2 separate regions of the Sus scrofa genome follow, and region 2 is linked to region 1. Evidence: chromatin contacts called from public Hi-C data. All regions are on one chromosome and are shown on one strand. The core of a region is the stretch at or near the end of the contact, and the rest is flanking DNA. Distances in the headings are between cores, read along the strand shown.

Region 1 (4,847 bases), core at 94-2,593:
TAGCTCTGGTTAGACCCCTAGCCTGGAAACCTCCATATGCCACAGGTGTGGCCCTAAAAGGACAAAAGACAAAAAGAAAAAAAAAATGTTTCTAACAAAGTCCTATCATATAGCACAGGGAACTAGATTCAATACCCTGTAATAGGGAGTTCCCGTCATAGCACAGTGGAAATGAATCCAACTAGTATCCATGAGGATGCAGGTTCGCTCCCTGGTCTCGCTCAGTGGGTTAAGGATACAGCATTGCCATGAGCCATGGTGTAGCTCACAGTCGAGACTTGGATCCTTGTAGGCCGGCAGCTGCAGCTCCGGTTCGACCCCTAGCCTGGGAATTTCCGTAGGCCGAGGGTGTGGCCCTATTAAAAAAAAAAAAAGAAAAGAAAAAAATACCCTGTAATAACCTATAATGGAAAAGAATCCGGAAAAGAATATATTGATGTATAACTGAGTCACTTTGCTGTACACCAGAAACTAACTCAACATTGTAAATTAACTACACATCAATAAAAAAAAATAAAACTTCTATGAACATTCTTCTGCATAGCTTTTGGTAAATATAAGTACACATTTCCGTTGGCTTTATAACTAAGAGGGGAATTGCCAGGTCATAGGCTTGTTTAACTGATTCTGCCAAACAGATTTCCAAAGTGTTGTATGTACTAATTTGCATTCCCATCAGCAATGTGTGAGAGCTTCCGTTGCTTCATGTTCTTGGCAACATGGCATATGGTTGTTCATTTTAGTCATCCTGGTGGGTGGGTAATGGTATTGCCTTGTAGTTACAATTTACAGCTCCCTGATGACTAATGAAGTCAAGTTCCTTTTCATGAGCTTATCAGCCGTTTGGTTGGGCTCTCTTCTTTTGTCAAGTGCCTATTCAACACTTTTAGGCAAACAATTTAAAGCCTAAATTTACCTACCTGAGTGATAAAAGCATTGTCCAGTATTCAATTTCATCCCCCAAAAGCATGTTCTATTCATGGCTATGTTGAGAGATGGCCCTTACGTACTTGTGTGGTTTTTACATGATGTCATTTAGTTAATATAAGCACCCTGAAAAAGCAGAAGGCTGAGGTTATGCTTGTTTTACAGAAGAGGAAGCACTCTCTGAGAGATTGGGACAGGCTCAAAATTAGAGGCAGAACCAAGAGCCCCCATCAAGGTTTTGCTCTTTCCTGGCCAGGTGCTCATTCCATTACAGTGGTTTAATCTCCCCACCTGTTTATTTTTTATTTTATTTCATTTTTTGTCTTTTGTCTTTTTAGGGCGGCACCCACACCACATGGAAGTTCCCAGGCTAGGGATCCAATCAGAGCTACAGCTGCCAGCCTACACCACAGCCACAGTCATGCCAGAGCCGAGCCGAGTCTGTGACCTACACCACAGTTCAGGGCAACACTGGATCCTTAACCCACAGAGCGAGGCCAGGGATCGAACCCGCAGCCTCATGGTTCCTAGTCGGATTCGTTTCTGCTGAGTCATGATGGGAACTCCTCCCTACCTGTTAGAGCAAGTATTTGGTATCACCCTCTCCTTTTACTACAATGAAATTATGTCTATAGATAATTTTAAAAGATAATCATTATGTTTCCCCTATGGTATAAAGGAGAAACAAAAGAATAATGGTTGGTTAATTACAACAAAACTAATCTACTAAGAGTATAATTGCAAATGAAATAATAACAAATGCTTGAGCACAACTACACTAACATGCAATGAAATAATAGTTACTTAAAGCAGACTCACTGTAAATTCAAACAGCTGCAAATAAAGACAAAGGCAAACGGTTGCATGGACCACTCTAATCCCACACATTGCTGCCCCTGACATTATTTCCCAAATGGGTGAACAACTTTAGGTAAAATTTTGAACAAAACAGAGTACAATCATCCCTTAACTAACATCCCTTCACTTGCATTCCTGAGAAAGCCACTGTATTTTTAAACGGCGTAAAACGTATTTTGTGCTTATATACAAAAGAGCAGGTTTTAGACATAATTATAGACAGTTTTTCAGCTACTTGAATATCAGAGGAGTCGTTCAAAAGTTGGACAGGATGCAGGACAATTTTTCATTGTGCTGCATTGTCACGCTCACTGCAGGCAGGGTAACTTAGCAAGCTTGGCCCATTCCCTCTAAAGTAATGAGGTCCTACTGTGCGACACTGGGAACTCTATCCAATCTCTTGGGGTAGAACATGATAGAACACAGTATGAGAAAAAGAATGTGTGTGTGTGTGTGTGTGTGTGTGTGTGTGTGTGTATGACCAGGTCACTTTGCTGTACAGCAGAAATTGGCATAACATTGTAAATCAACCATACTTTAATTTTTTAAAGTAAAAAGTAAATAAATAACAGATGGCGGCAGTGTCACCTAATTGTTGTGACAATCCAGAACTCCTTGAAGCAGGACTGCTCCTCCTGAGAGCTATACTGCGTGCTCTGGACAGCACAGCCCACGCCTGAAATAAGGAATGTGACCAAGGAGCTGGGCTTTGGACTGGGAAAGGTCCAAGTTCTGCCATCAGCCATTCACCCTCTGTAAGACTTGAGCAAAGTCACTTCATATCTCTGAGCCCCGGGTCTCCAGCTACGAGGCTGGCCTCGGCCTCCTGCAGCAGCAGCAGCGTCTCTGTCTCCCTGAACCTGTGTCAGGCTGGATGGAGAGCGATCCCTCAGTCCACTCCCACCCACCCTGCCCAGGGAGGCAGCACTTTGCAAGGTTGACCAGTTACTCCTGCACATAGTGCTTTGGCTCTTTCCCAGTCCCTGTTGATAAATATGTTCAGCAGCACATTGGTATGGAAGATGTTAGCACAAATTCTCAGAAAAGAAGCATCAAAATACATCTACTGCCTCCATAGAAAATACTCCTTAAGGGCTTTGCTATTGAAAAGATACACTATTCGACACTTTCCCACGTCTCCAAGAATTACCTCGTGGTGGCCAAATCTTGCTACATATAACACCTTCCCCTTGAGATAGCAACTACAGGCCTTGCTAGCACTGCTTTTTGGAAATTGGTGATAACTGGACTGCTTGAAAAATAGAAATCAAATTAGTGAGTGGTATGACAGTAGATTCAAAAGTATTATTAGAGCTTAAATGCAAAGGCACAGAGGGCAGAATACAAAGACTATCTGAATATATATGGACTATGCTAGAGAATAGGTTTTTTAATTATTTTTATTTTTATTTTATTTTTTTGTCTTTTTGCCATTTCTCGGGCCACTCCCGAGGCACATGGAGGTTCCCAGGCTAGGGGTCAAATCGGAGCTGTAGCTGCCAGCCTATGCCAGAGCCACAACAACGCGGGATCCGAGCCGTGTCTGCAACCTACACCACAGCTCACGGCAACACCAGATCCTTAACCCACTGAGCAAGGCCAGGGATCGAACCCACAACCTCATGGTTCCTAGTCGGATTTGTTAACCACTGCACCACGACAGGAACTCCAGAGAATAGGTTTTCTAAAATAAATAACATGCGGTATAAAATTAACCTGTGTCAAAGATTTTATTCAACTCATTAGTTGATTCAAAAAACCAACAAAATGTTAAAAGCAATTCAAATGAGATTTTAGCACACTAGACTACCAATTTTTACAGTTCTGTGAACAGAAATCATTTGCATAACTATGGACCAGAAGCGTTTGTATTCCTCTCAATTTTCTATAGCTCAACTCTACAGGTCATTTTACAAAAACCAAACAACTACCTTAGTATTAGTTTTCTAGCGTTTGTATTCCTCTCAATTTTCTATAGCTCAACTCTACAGGTCATTTTACAAAAACCAAACAACTACCTTAGTATTAGTTTTCTATCTCTGCTATAGCAAATTACCAAAAAACTTGCTGGCTTAAAATAACAAACAGATTTCTCTTACAGTTTCATTTAACTTACAGTTGGAGGGCAAAAGTCCAGAATGGGTTTCACTTGGCTGAAATCAAGATGTCAGCAATGCTATGCTTTTTTCTAGAGCCCCTAGGGGGGAACTCGTTTCTTTGTTTTCTCTGCCTTCTGGAGGTCACCCCCATTCTTTGGCTCCTGAGCTCCTTCTCTCATCTTCAAGGCAGCAGGGACAGGTTGAGTCTTTTTCACTCTGCGGCACCCTGGGTTCTCTGATTACATTGTCAGATATTTTTCTTTGACTCTGACTCTCCTGTCTCCCTCCTTCAATTTTGAGGACCGTGTGGATCGTACAAGGCCCACCTCGATAATCCAGGAGAGTCTTCCCACCCCAAGATCCATCAACTGTGCAAACTCCTCTAAGAATCAGATAATCCCTGAAAAGCCCACGGAAGACCACAGCCTGCAGTCCACTGAAAGGACCCAGTCCACTAAAAGGATGCCCAATAAGCTCTCCTGCCCTTTTCCCAGTCTTGAAAAAAGTTTCCTGATGATGCCAAGTCTCCTAACAAGGATGACTATGCAACACACAAAATCAGGCAGCCCCTGAGTGAGGAACAGCTGGCCCTTTCATCATGACAGGGTCACTATCCCTACCTCGCTGATTTGGCCCCTGCTAGCTTGTGAGTTTTCTGATCCTGGTTACTGAGGGATCAAATTTTGTTTTCTCCATCCCGGAAGGATGGGAAGTCCATAAACTGGGAAAAAGAAAGCAAAAAAGAGAGGAAAGAGGTGGGGCACAAACAAAGCCAAACCTTAACTGTTTCTTTTCTTTTTATGGCTGCACCCATGGTGATTGGAGGTTCCCCCACCAGGGGTCAAATTGGAGCTGAAGCTGCTGTCTACACCACAGCCAGGGCAACACTGGTTCTGAGCTGCATCTTCCACCTAAGCCGAAGATTGCTGGACCTTTCATCCACTCAGTGAGGCCAGGGATAGA
Region 2 (5,285 bases), core at 1,203-3,702, 160 kb before region 1:
TTCCTCCCATCCAGGTGGCAGACTCACCAGACAGCGACACAGGCGGCAGGGGTCAGAGGGGTGGGGGAAGTCTGCTCCATTGGGGTACTCCTTCCCACCAAAGGCACAGCCTGGGGGAGGGGGCAGCTATCGGCTGGGGAGAGGCCCTCCCCTGCCCCCTTCCCCAGGGCATGCCACCCTCCCAGCCCTAGTGCCTAGGGATAGGGCCAAGCCATCCCGAGGATCCCCCACCCTCCCATTCACCTCACCATTGCAGTTGTGCTGGCAACAGGGACCAGGCAGAGGGTGGGCACAGGAGGCCGTGGGGCAGACCCGAGGTTGACAGTGGGCCTGGCCTTCCTGACACTGGCATTCCTGGCAGGGGTCTCGGGGGTGGGAGAAGCGCTCCCCATCCACAAACACTTGTTTCTCCAGGACACAGTCTGGGCAGTGGGGGTGGGTGGTTGGGGCAAAGACCAAGAGTGCAAGGAGCAGGCTGACAGCCCCTTTGCCCTTGAGTCCAGAGCCACTGCAGAAGTGCCACTTGGAAGCTGTCTCCATGGAGGGAGACGAGCATATGTATCTCTCTGAGCATACCCGTGTGTGTGTGTGCGTGCACGCGTGAGCATTTGGTCCCTTTACCCTCAGGCAGATGTGTGTGCCCCTGCGGTTGAAGAGCTAAAGGGCTCATGCATGTGTGTGCCCGTGTTTGTGCGACTTGCCCTGCCCACTCTCGGTGCAGGGCCCCCAGCATCCCGGCTCCCCGTCTCTCCAGTAGAAAACCTGAACATTGGTTGCGAGCACCAGTGGCACACAGGTAGGTAGAGGCGGTGGAGGCGGTGGGAGAGGAAGTGTCGGAGGCGGGGAGGGTGTTGCAGCAACAGGAAGGGACACACTGACCTCTACCCTCTCCCACCCACACCCTGCCAGTTCCGGAGAGTGCCAAGCTGGGTCACATTGAAAGCAACTCAGAAGGCCGTTGCTTTCTAAGGTATGCACTGGGCCCATGGGGCCATGGAATGGCAGGATCTAGCCACCACCCCCCACTCCCGCCACCAGACAGGTGCAGCAAGCACATACCTGGGCACCTGGGGCAGCACTGGCCGGGTCCTCTCTGGGGCCTGGCACAGGTTGTGGGAGGGCAGTTGACCAAGGAGCACGTGACGGTCCCATCCTGGGAGCGGGTAAAAGGGCAATGGGGGTGGGTCCCGGGAGGAGGGGCTCAGCAGGGCAGCGGCAAGCCCCGGGGTGGTACCTCGCAGCGGCACGCGTGGCAAGGACTATCTGCATCTGTGAAGTTCTGCCCATTGGCATATACTTGGCCATGGTAGGTGCAGCTCTCACAGCTGGGGCAGCAGGCGCCTGGGTGGGGCAAGTGGATCAGAGCCCAGCCAGTCAGGGTGGGCTGGGCAGAGCAGGGGAAGAAAGCTAGATCAGGACGGGGTACTCACCAAGGGGCCGGGTAGGGTGCTGGCAGGGGGCTGGGGAGCAGAGCAAAGCCCTGCACATGGGCACCCCAGCCTGACAGGAGCAGGCCATGCAGGGCTGACCATCAGGCTCCCACTGGACCCCCTCGGCAAACTCCTCGCCATCAAGCACGCAGGCTACGCAAGGAGAGGCTGTCACCATGGCAACCCAGACACGTCCACCCATCCCTGTCCTTCGCACACCACAGCACCCTTCCCAGGCCCCTCCCTGGCTTTGCCACCCCCATGGCAGCCTCTGAACACACTCGGGAATGGCCGGTGGACTCCCCAGCAGCCCCCTGCCCCCGCTGTGAAGGAGAACTCCTCCATCTCTAGCCCCCGGACACAGCACCCTTTCCTGATGGCCCCCCCTCCAACACACACACCTGGGCAGAGCTGAGGGCCAGAGTCAGGCAGGGCACAGGGGGCCACTGGGCACTCCCGCTCCTCACAGGAGACCTCGCCGGCCTAGGAGGGAGGCTGGGTGAGAGGCCCTCCAGGGACGAGACAGGTCTGGGCCATGAGACGGTGAGTCTGCCTACCTGACAGGTGCAGTGGACACATCGGCCACTCTCTTGGAGTCTGAAGGTCTCCTGGCTCTGATACTGGTGTCCCTGGTACTCACAGCCTGGACAGGATGACAGAGGGACTGGGGGACAGGGCTGGAGGCCGACGGGGAAGCCTCATGGCACCCGAGGCATCCACCCCCAACCCCGACAAAGGACAGTCACCGTGTGTGTCTTCCACTCGGCCGGCCTCCCCGACCCCCCGGAGCAAGGGCTGGCCACAGTGCCCTGTGTGCCATGAGGCAAGGTGAGGACCCATCCCTCACCCTCACCTGGGGTGACCGTGCGGAGGTTTAGAAATAGTTTCCCCGGTACTTTAGTTCAAGGGGGCTTCCTGGAGGAACAGTGGAAGCAACTCCCTCCCCGCAGACCTGGAACCTCTCTTGGGCCAGTGTCTGCCCCTCCTCCCTGGTGATGCGAGCCCCTGACTCACCATCACAGACTGGGCAGCACTTCCCAGGGATCCTGCCTGGGTATCTGCAGGGCGTGGCTGGGCAGGGCAGAGGCTCACACTGGACACTCCCGTTCTGCCAACAGGACCTGGTCAGCACAGGAGAGGCAGGCCCAGAAGCCGGGCCCTCCCTGCCAGGCAGGCAGCCACACTCACGGCACAACGGCAGTGCGAGCAGGGGTCCCCAGAGCCCACGGGCTCCCCGCTGCGGTACTCCTGCCCGTTTAGGAAGCAGCCTGTTGGGAAGAGGGTGCTTTAACCCCTCTTCAGGGCCCCCTACCACCCCATGTGCTGGCCTTCGTGGGAGGCTTTCCGAGCCCCTCCAGGCCCCACCCCCTGACTCACCATCACACACGGGGCAGCAGGTGCCCGGGAGGGGCCGGGCAGGGTACGGGCATAGGCTGGCACATTCGTGCTGGCGGCACCGGATGTGGCCTTCCTGGTAGGGGGCAGAGTGGGTGGGGGGAGGGATGGCCGTCAGAGCTCAGCAAGTGGCAGAAACAGCATTTGAGTCCCATCGAATAAGTCCCATACACTTATTAGATGTGATGGGTTGTGTCCCCGTTCAAATCCTTATGCTGAAGTGCTGACCCGCAGTACCTCAGGGCGTGACCTTTAAATAGGCTCATAGCAGATGAGGTCAGGCTTAATGCAATGACTGGTGTCCTTGTGAAAAGAGGAAATTTGGACATGGACACACACACTCACAAAGGGAGAGCAACAGGCGAAGATGTTGGCAGAGGCCAAAGGATGCCAAGGATGGCCAGGCACCCACCAGAGCTCCTGGAACAGATGCTCCCTGACAGCCCTCAGGAGGGACCAGCCCTGCTGACCTCTCACTCTTGGACTTCTTCCTCCAGAACTATGAGATAATTCATTTCTGTTGTTTAAGCCACTCTGTTTGGGGTAATTTTTTTTTTTTTTACAGCAGCCCTAGAAACTAATAAACATGTATAACTTAGCATGTCACTTAATGTCCCTAGGCCTCAATTTACTCATTAAAAAAAGAGAGAGAGAGAGAGAGACAGGAGTTCCCACTGTGGCTCAGTGGCTTAAGAACCCGACTAGTATCCATGAGGATGCGGGTTCAATTCCTGGCCTCGCTCAGTGGGTTAAGGATCTGGTGTTGCCGTGAGCGGTGGTATAGGTTACAGATGAGGCTCAGATCTGGCGTTACTGTGGCTGTGGCATAGACCAGCAACTGTAGCTCTGATTCAACCCCTAGCCTGGGAACTTCCACATGCTGCAGGTGTGGCCCTAAAATATTTTTTAATTAAAAAAAAAAAAGAGAGAGCAAGGAGATCCTGCTGAATAGCATTGAGAACTTTGTCTAGATACTCATGTTGCAATAGAAGAAAGGGTGGGGGAAAAAAATGTAACTGTAATGTATACACGTAAGGATAACCTGACCCAATTGCTGTACAGTGGGAAAATTTAAAAAAAAATAAAAATAAAAAATAAAAAAATAAAAAAATAAAAAAGAGAGAGAGACAATAATAGTCCTGTCCTCATAGCCTTGTTATGGGGATAAGTACATGCTTGGCCGCCACCTCTGAAAGCTAGCAGCTGACGAATGGTAGCTGCTGCTCCTTCCCATGGTCCTTCCCAGACAGACCCATCCCTGGAGTTCATACCTACACCTGAGCTCAATACCTCCAGCCCCTAAGTGTCTGGGCAGCCAGTGACTCTGCTCACAGGTGGGGGGTGCGGGGGTGTCAAGATGAATGGGGGAGGGGAAGCACATGGCTGCCAAGGCACTGGCTGCCCCATGGCCTTCACCATGGAGTCCTTAGTCCTTGGCAAGGCGTCAGGAAGCTCTGTGGCTCTGGCTTCAGCTCCCGTGAACCACTGCCCTCCTGGACATGCACCCTGCCTGGACCCTGGGCCTCCATGTCCCTACCTTTCTCCTCCAGGCTTTGCCTTGACTCCTCCCTACACCTGGGGTCTCAGCCCATTCAGGCTACTGCAATAACATCCCATAGACCGGGTGGCTTATAAACAACAAAAATTTAGTTCTCACAGTTCTGAAGGCTGGGAAGTCCAAGATCACGGTGCAAGGTGTCTCACGGTCTGGTGAAAGTCCCAATCCTGGTTCATTAATGGCTTGTGTCCCCACATGGTGGAAGGGGGCAAGAGAGCTCTCTGGGGCCTCCTTTATCAGGGCACTAATCCCACTCAGGAGGGCTCCACCCTCATGACCTAATCACCCCAAAGGCCCCCACTTCCTAATACCTTCACTTTGGGGGTTAGGATTTCAACATTTGCATTTGGGGGACACACAGACACTCAGTCTATAGTATCTACAGTGTCCTTCTCCATCTCTCCCTCCTCAATCCTACTTGCCCCTTAAGACCTAAGTACACACCACCTCCACCCCATGAAGATTTTCTAGATCTGTGCTGCCTGTGAGAAACATAGCACGAGCCACATCTGTCATTTTAACTTCTCTAGTAGTCAAATTCCAAAACCTAAAAAACAGATGGAACTAAATTTTAATATTATGTTCCACTCAAACCAATATACCCAAAATGTTATTTCAACATGTAGTCAACATGAAGTGTTAATGAGATAGTTTGCATTCCTTTCTTTCCTGCTAAGTCTGAAATCTAGTGTATGTTCTACACTTAGACCCCATCTCAAACAAGCCACAAACAAGCCACATTTCTTTTTTTTTTACAGTTGATTTACATTGTTCTGTCAATTTCTACGATACAGCAAAGTGACCCAGTTATACATAAACATACATTCTTTTCTCACATTATCCTCCATCATGTTCCATCACAAGTGATTAGATACAGTTCTCCGTGCTATACAGCAGGATCT

Evidence for each region. Hi-C and Micro-C count contacts between places; a contact is called where the count stands out from the background.
Region 2: a Hi-C map of alveolar macrophages shows a contact between it and region 1, with 5 times the contacts expected there. The contact joins two enhancer-like sites. A contact is called at or near these places in 3 of 5 promoter capture datasets (fetal skeletal muscle and liver), 29 of 47 Hi-C or Micro-C datasets (adipose tissue, alveolar macrophages, blood and 15 more) and 2 of 2 datasets of contacts at active chromatin or transcription factors (alveolar macrophages and skeletal muscle).

What each region holds. Positions count from the first base shown.
Region 1 is chr18:19,558,542-19,563,388 of Sscrofa11.1, reverse strand. No RefSeq gene overlaps it. Among named protein-coding and RNA genes, the nearest start is that of TNPO3, 12 kb to the left of the region's middle. Within about 2 kb of position 1,343, at least 10 of the 83 cell types and tissues checked have an H3K27ac peak or open chromatin away from gene starts, as enhancers often do. A contact at or near this core is called in alveolar macrophages, where this site is marked.
Region 2 is chr18:19,721,893-19,727,177 of Sscrofa11.1, reverse strand. It overlaps KCP (kielin/chordin-like protein), which reads right to left. Exons shown (of 43, transcript XM_013990798.1): 12 at 2,808-2,901; 13 at 2,619-2,698; 14 at 2,445-2,538; 15 at 1,988-2,073; 16 at 1,832-1,913; 17 at 1,431-1,583; 18 at 1,235-1,341; 19 at 1,060-1,153; 20 at 249-422; 21 at 28-110. Among named protein-coding and RNA genes, the nearest start is that of ATP6V1F, 32 kb to the left of the region's middle. Within about 2 kb of position 2,452, at least 2 of the 83 cell types and tissues checked have an H3K27ac peak or open chromatin away from gene starts, as enhancers often do. A contact at or near this core is called in alveolar macrophages, where this site is marked.